Regions from separate parts of the Sus scrofa genome. Here region 2 is linked to region 1. The links are chromatin contacts, called in public Hi-C maps. All regions are on one chromosome and are shown on one strand. Each heading gives the region's core, a stretch centred on a gene start, on an enhancer-like site or on the middle of the called end of the contact. The rest is flanking DNA. Distances are from core to core; before and after follow the strand shown.

Region 1 (2,700 bases), core at 102-2,601:
GGCAGGAGATTTGGTTTCTTGGAGCAGATCATGGCTCCTTCCTCACTCTTGATTCTTCTGCAGACAATGAATCTTTCTTCTATGCTGGAGTTTAGCTCTGATCCAGTCATTCATACTTATCTCAGAACTTTGGTAATTTGTGCAATTGGCAGAACAAGCAATGGCCAGAGATACCCAGAGCAAAACGGAGACATTGGCTTGAGAAGAGAATTAAAATATTCAAAGGAGGAGTTCCCGTCATGGCGCAGTAGAAACGAATCTGACTAAGAACCATGAGGTTGTGGGTTCCATCCCTGGCCTTGCTCAGTGGGTTATGGATCCGGCGTTACCATGGGTCACAGATACAGCTTGGATCTGGTGTTGCTGTGGCATAGGCCGGCAGCTGTAGCTCTAATTAGACCCCTAGCCTGGGGACCTCCATATGCCATGGGTGTGGCCCTAAAAAGCAAAAAAATAAAAATAAAAAATACTTAAAACATTAAAAAGAATAACTTTTATTTCATCAGGTTTTTCTCCCATTCCAATGCTCAGAGGTCCTAGGGTACAGAATAAATGAAAACTAGGAGTTCCCGTTGTGGCTCATCGGGTTGAGAATCTGACTAGCATAATGAGGATGCAGGTTCAATCCCTGGCTTTCCTCAGTGGGTTATGGCTCCAGCGTTGCTGCAGGGGGGGGTGAGGCACAGATGCAGCTTGGATCCGGGGCTGCTGTGGCTGTGGCCTAGGCCAGCAGCTGCAGCAACAATTAAACCTCTAGCCTGGGAATGTCCATGTGTTGTGGGTACGGCCCTAAAAGTAAAAAACAACATAGACCAAGTTTTAGTATTTATGATATATTTATGAGCTGTTGCAGTATAGATACTGTGATAGGCAATATGGGAAGTACAGAGACATTTGCCTGAAGCTGCTTCCTTCTTTTTTTTTTTTTTTTTGTCTCGTCTTTTGAGGGCTGCACCCTCGGCACATGGAGGTTCCCAGGCCAGGGGTCTAATCAGAGCTGTTGCCACCGCCTACACCAGAGCCACAGCAACGCCAGATCTGAGCCACGTCTGCGATCTACACCACGCCGGATCCTTAACCCACTGGACAAGGCCAGGGATAGAACCCCCAACCTCATGGTTCCTAGTAGGATTCATTTCCACTGTGCCATGACAGGAACTCCTGCTTCCTTCTTAATAATAGAGGTTATTATAATCAGTTCAATACTTTTCATTTCTACTCTGCCAGACAGTATGCTGGGCTAATACACTTGTGTTAATAATTTCTTAGTTTGTACAGCATGTTCAAACAGTATGTCATTTGATCTTTGAAATCCTGTGAAGCAATTAGAGTAGGTCATAGTCCCAAACTTACAAATGATGAAACTGAAGCTCAGATGAATGGTTAGGTGGCTGGGGTAAGTGCCAGACCCAAGAGGCTATCCTTGGGCTTTGTGGTTAAATCTGCCATTGTTTCCACTGCCCGATACAACTGTTAAAGACAGAAGCATCCTTACACACTGACACATAAAGACTGGGAATCCTGGTAAGTTAAACGTTTTTCTCGGAGTTCCCATTGTGTCTCAGCAGGCTAAGAACCCAACATGGTCTTAAGAATGCGAGTTGGATCACTGGCCTCACCCAGTGGGTTAAGAACCCATCGTAAGGTCTCAGATGGGGCTCTGGATCTGTTGTTGCCATGGCTGTAGTGTATGTAGGTCCCAGCTGTAGCTCTGATAGACCCCTGGCCGGGACCTCCCATATGCTGCAGGTGTGGCTGTAGTAAGGAAAAAAAAAAAGTTTTTCTCTAGAACTCAAGTTCCTTTAATGCTTGGGTAGGGGGGTTCCTTTTGACAATAAAACTGGGCACTAATTTTGAGTGTGTTAAAATACTGATTTTTTTTTTCATATTTTAAATTTGTGTGAGGGTAATAGTTCTCAGGCAAGTCCCTGAACCCTCTCCGAACAATTTCATCTTTCCCCTTGAACCCAATACTGCTTACATTTATATGCATCTTCAGTCCACTCTTCTAGCCAAGATCTCTCTTTAAGATTCAGTCCTGAGGGAGTTCCTGTCGTGGCTCAGTGGTTGGCCACTCCCACCAGGAACCATGAGGTTATGGGTTCAATCCCTGGCATTGCTCAGTGGGCTAAGGATCCGGAGTTGCCACAAGCTGTGGTGTAGGTCGCAGACGCAGCTCAGATCCCGCATTGCTGTGGCTCTGGCATAGGCCGGTGGACCCCCTAGCATGGGAACCTCCATATGCTGCGGGAAGGGCAAAAAGACCAAAAAAAAAAAAAAAAAAAAAATTCAGTCCTGAACTTTCAACTGCTAAACATTACGTCATGGAAGGATTACAGCCTTCTCCGAGCACCTCAAACTTCAGCCCCACACTGAAAAACTTATTTCCCCAAGAATAGCTTCTTGTGTCCCTTACCTGAATTAACTGCATCGGCAACTTCCTCCCACTCATATCACCAAATTGCAAAAAGCTGTATTGTAATGCCTCATAGCTGTTTTCTCCTTTCTAAGCCTATTTGATCAAAGATCGAATTCTGGACTTCATTATCTTTTGGGGGGGTGATTATAAAAACTACCCTCATGCCTTTTACACTCATCCTTGACATAATCATCAGCGAAGCCTCTCTAAACGCACCCTTCCAAATATGTTAGTGACAACTTCTTGCCTGTAGTTGATCTGAAACCTACCTGCGTTTTAAG
Region 2 (2,700 bases), core at 91-2,590, 49 kb before region 1:
TAATTTGATGAAAATTAAAGCTAATAAAAATAGAAAGTGTCTTCTAGTAGCTCTACAAGTTGGCGAAAGTGGAGTGTTTTTCATTCGTGACCTGTCTTGAGACATATAGCTCTTTTTTTCTCTCTTGAGATCTCACCTGAATACTGTTCAGTGTATGAAAGTATGTAAATAGGCCAGGATCTGTTCAACTTTGTCCCATAGTGATGGCAAAGGCCAGAAGCCTGGAAGGGAAGATACTGAGGTAAATGGCGGAGGGGGGGGAGCTCCAAACAGCCAGTTTACAATGTTTCTATACAGACAAGAAACAGAACAGGTTTTAAGAGGCGAAGCGTAAGGCTAAGGAAACAAGTTGGACAGGAGAAAGGAAAAGAGAACAAAGGGTTGGAGAAGGAAAAAGAAAGAAAGAAGAGGGAAAAAATATGATCTTGTAAAGAGAGAGAACAGCCTCTGATTCTCTGCCCCCTCTAGCCTCTAGCTGTCCTCCACTGCCTCTCACTAGAGCCAGAGTCCATTATGGAAAGGCTGATTCCACGTCTTAATCTGGTGCCCATCCAGGAAAATCAATCATCTTTCCTGACTGGAGTCTTCAGTCTTAAGCTGAACCATGTCAAGTGCAAAGGTCTCGCATAGGAGAGTTAATTATTGTGTTTCACCTATTAGAACTTCTGGAACTGTCTGCCGTGTCACCTTCTCTCATTCTTTTCTTTTCCTTGCCCTTCTGCATTGCATTCTGAGAGAGTCTCTGGGCCAGATTTTCCAGATCAAAGCTGAGTCTTCATCCATTTCCAGTCTGCTCTTCTGTCAGTCTATTGTGTTCTTTTAATTGTTGCAATTGTGTTTTTAAAAAAATTTTTTCTTAGACGTCTATTACTTTTTATATATATGATAGACTTTTAAATGTGTGGTGATAAATTTAGCATACTTACTTTGGAGCTCATCCATTTTCTGTCATAATCTTTTTTTCTTCAAAGTTTCTTTTTTTGTTAAATTTGCTATTGTTCTTTCCTGCTGTTGACTTTTTTTGAATGTTTGGTGAATTTGAGCCGTCTGTCCATGTGTACTGAAAAAAGACCTAGAATGAAACATCTTGGTAGCTAGAGTGTCTCTTGAGCTAAAGTGAGAAGCCCTTTTTGCCCTGGCAGTGAATGTAGGTTCTGATTATAGAAGCCTTGTTTCTCAGTTGTTGTTGTGAAGGAGTGGGGGTTGGTGATGGGGAAATCCCTCGTGGCAGCCCTTGCACCCACGTTGGGAGATTCCCTGGGCAGAACTCCCACTCTGAGTCATGCACTCACCACTTTAATCCCATGGGTAGATGCCAGAGTCAGCTGCACTCAAAGCAGGGCCTGGTGGCAGCTGTTCAGTTGTCCTTTAATTATCTGGGCAATCACCCATGGCCTGTTCCTTTACCTGCTCAACTGACCACTGAGTTTGGAGTTGTTCTGGTGTTGAAAAAAACTCGCATTTTTGGAAAACCTTCTCTTTGTCCTGATGTAAGTTTTCTAGTTTAGTTGAATTTCACTCTCAATTTTAGCTTTTCATTTGTCTTAGAAATTCTTCATTGTTCTAGTTGACTGCCCTACTTCTTTTGGCCTCTCCTTCAGATGTAAAATTATTTTTCCCCTTTTTACTTCTTTTATTTCAGTGATAATTTTAGAGAGAGAATAAAATGTAGGTAACATAAATCTGTCAAATTGAACCACAAATTTTCCTTAGATCTGTTTACATATGAGAGAACTAAGGTCCAGAGTATGAAAAGTAAGCACACACCTAGACCAAAAACTTGCCCAGAAGTTACCCAGTTAGTATAAGCAGAACCAGGATTTAAAATTCAGTCAGCCTGGTTTTAAAACATGGTGTCCATATGCACACACAGTCATGCAGAGTGACCAAGTGATTTAAATAATTTGGTTGGAAATGTACTATGGGAGCACATCAAGAGACAACTTAGAGGGATGTTGATCAAAATATGCGTAACGTGCTTTCTTGGCAGTACCTTCAACACCTCTGCTATGTCCCTGTGACACTGTCTCCAGATTCCTATCCTTTGAGGTGGATTTGACTTCTGAAATTGTGTGAAGTCGATGGAGCCAAATTTGTTGATCCAAAAAGAATAATACTTTAAAAAAAAATCAGAACCAAAATTAGACGTGATTATAAGACGTATTTTATTGAAGGACTTGTACACTGGTTAAGATAGTTCTAAAAGAATTCCAAAAATATTTGAACGTTGATAACATTACTGGAGTAAGTGAATGACCACTTAAGATGGTTTTTATGTTCTGTGAACATACACTTTCTGAGATGATTAACTTTTAAATCTTATTAGACTAGAGTACATTAGGAGTACCGCCTACCTCTAAAAATAGAGTTTCACATAAAAACTTTTCAGTATCTAAAAAGTGCAGTTTTATTTCCCTGTTTTCATGGCTGTGTTTAGTGTGTTGAGGCTATTGGTAGGTATCTTTCGCTACCGCAAAACTGCAATGAATAATCTTACGTAGAGATAATTGACCGTATTTGAGAGTATATCTGAAGTAGAAATTCTGAACAGAATTGCCAGGTCAAAGGGTAGGTAAACTTTGCCAAATGGCTCTCTTATGCCAGTGTAAGCACTAACTGACAATGTTCCTCTTTCCACACCTCCTTTCCAATAAGTTGAATTATGCACTTTCTCATCTTTGCCAACCTGACGGGTTTTTT

Evidence for each region. A called contact is a pair of places that touch in the nucleus more often than the background predicts.
Region 2: a Hi-C map of liver shows a contact between it and region 1, with 2.0 times the contacts expected there. The contact joins two enhancer-like sites. A contact is called at or near these places in 14 of 47 Hi-C or Micro-C datasets (alveolar macrophages, blood, embryonic fibroblasts and 8 more) and 1 of 2 datasets of contacts at active chromatin or transcription factors (skeletal muscle).

What each region holds. Positions count from the first base shown.
Region 1 is chr3:113,991,317-113,994,016 of Sscrofa11.1, reverse strand. No RefSeq gene overlaps it. Among named protein-coding and RNA genes, the nearest start is that of CENPO, 13 kb to the right of the region's middle. Within about 2 kb of position 1,351, at least 4 of the 83 cell types and tissues checked have an H3K27ac peak or open chromatin away from gene starts, as enhancers often do. A contact at or near this core is called in liver, where this site is marked.
Region 2 is chr3:114,040,436-114,043,135 of Sscrofa11.1, reverse strand. The region is part of intron 10 of NCOA1 (nuclear receptor coactivator 1); the gene reads left to right. Among named protein-coding and RNA genes, the nearest start is that of NCOA1, 57 kb to the left of the region's middle. Within about 2 kb of position 1,340, at least 5 of the 83 cell types and tissues checked have an H3K27ac peak or open chromatin away from gene starts, as enhancers often do. A contact at or near this core is called in liver, where this site is marked.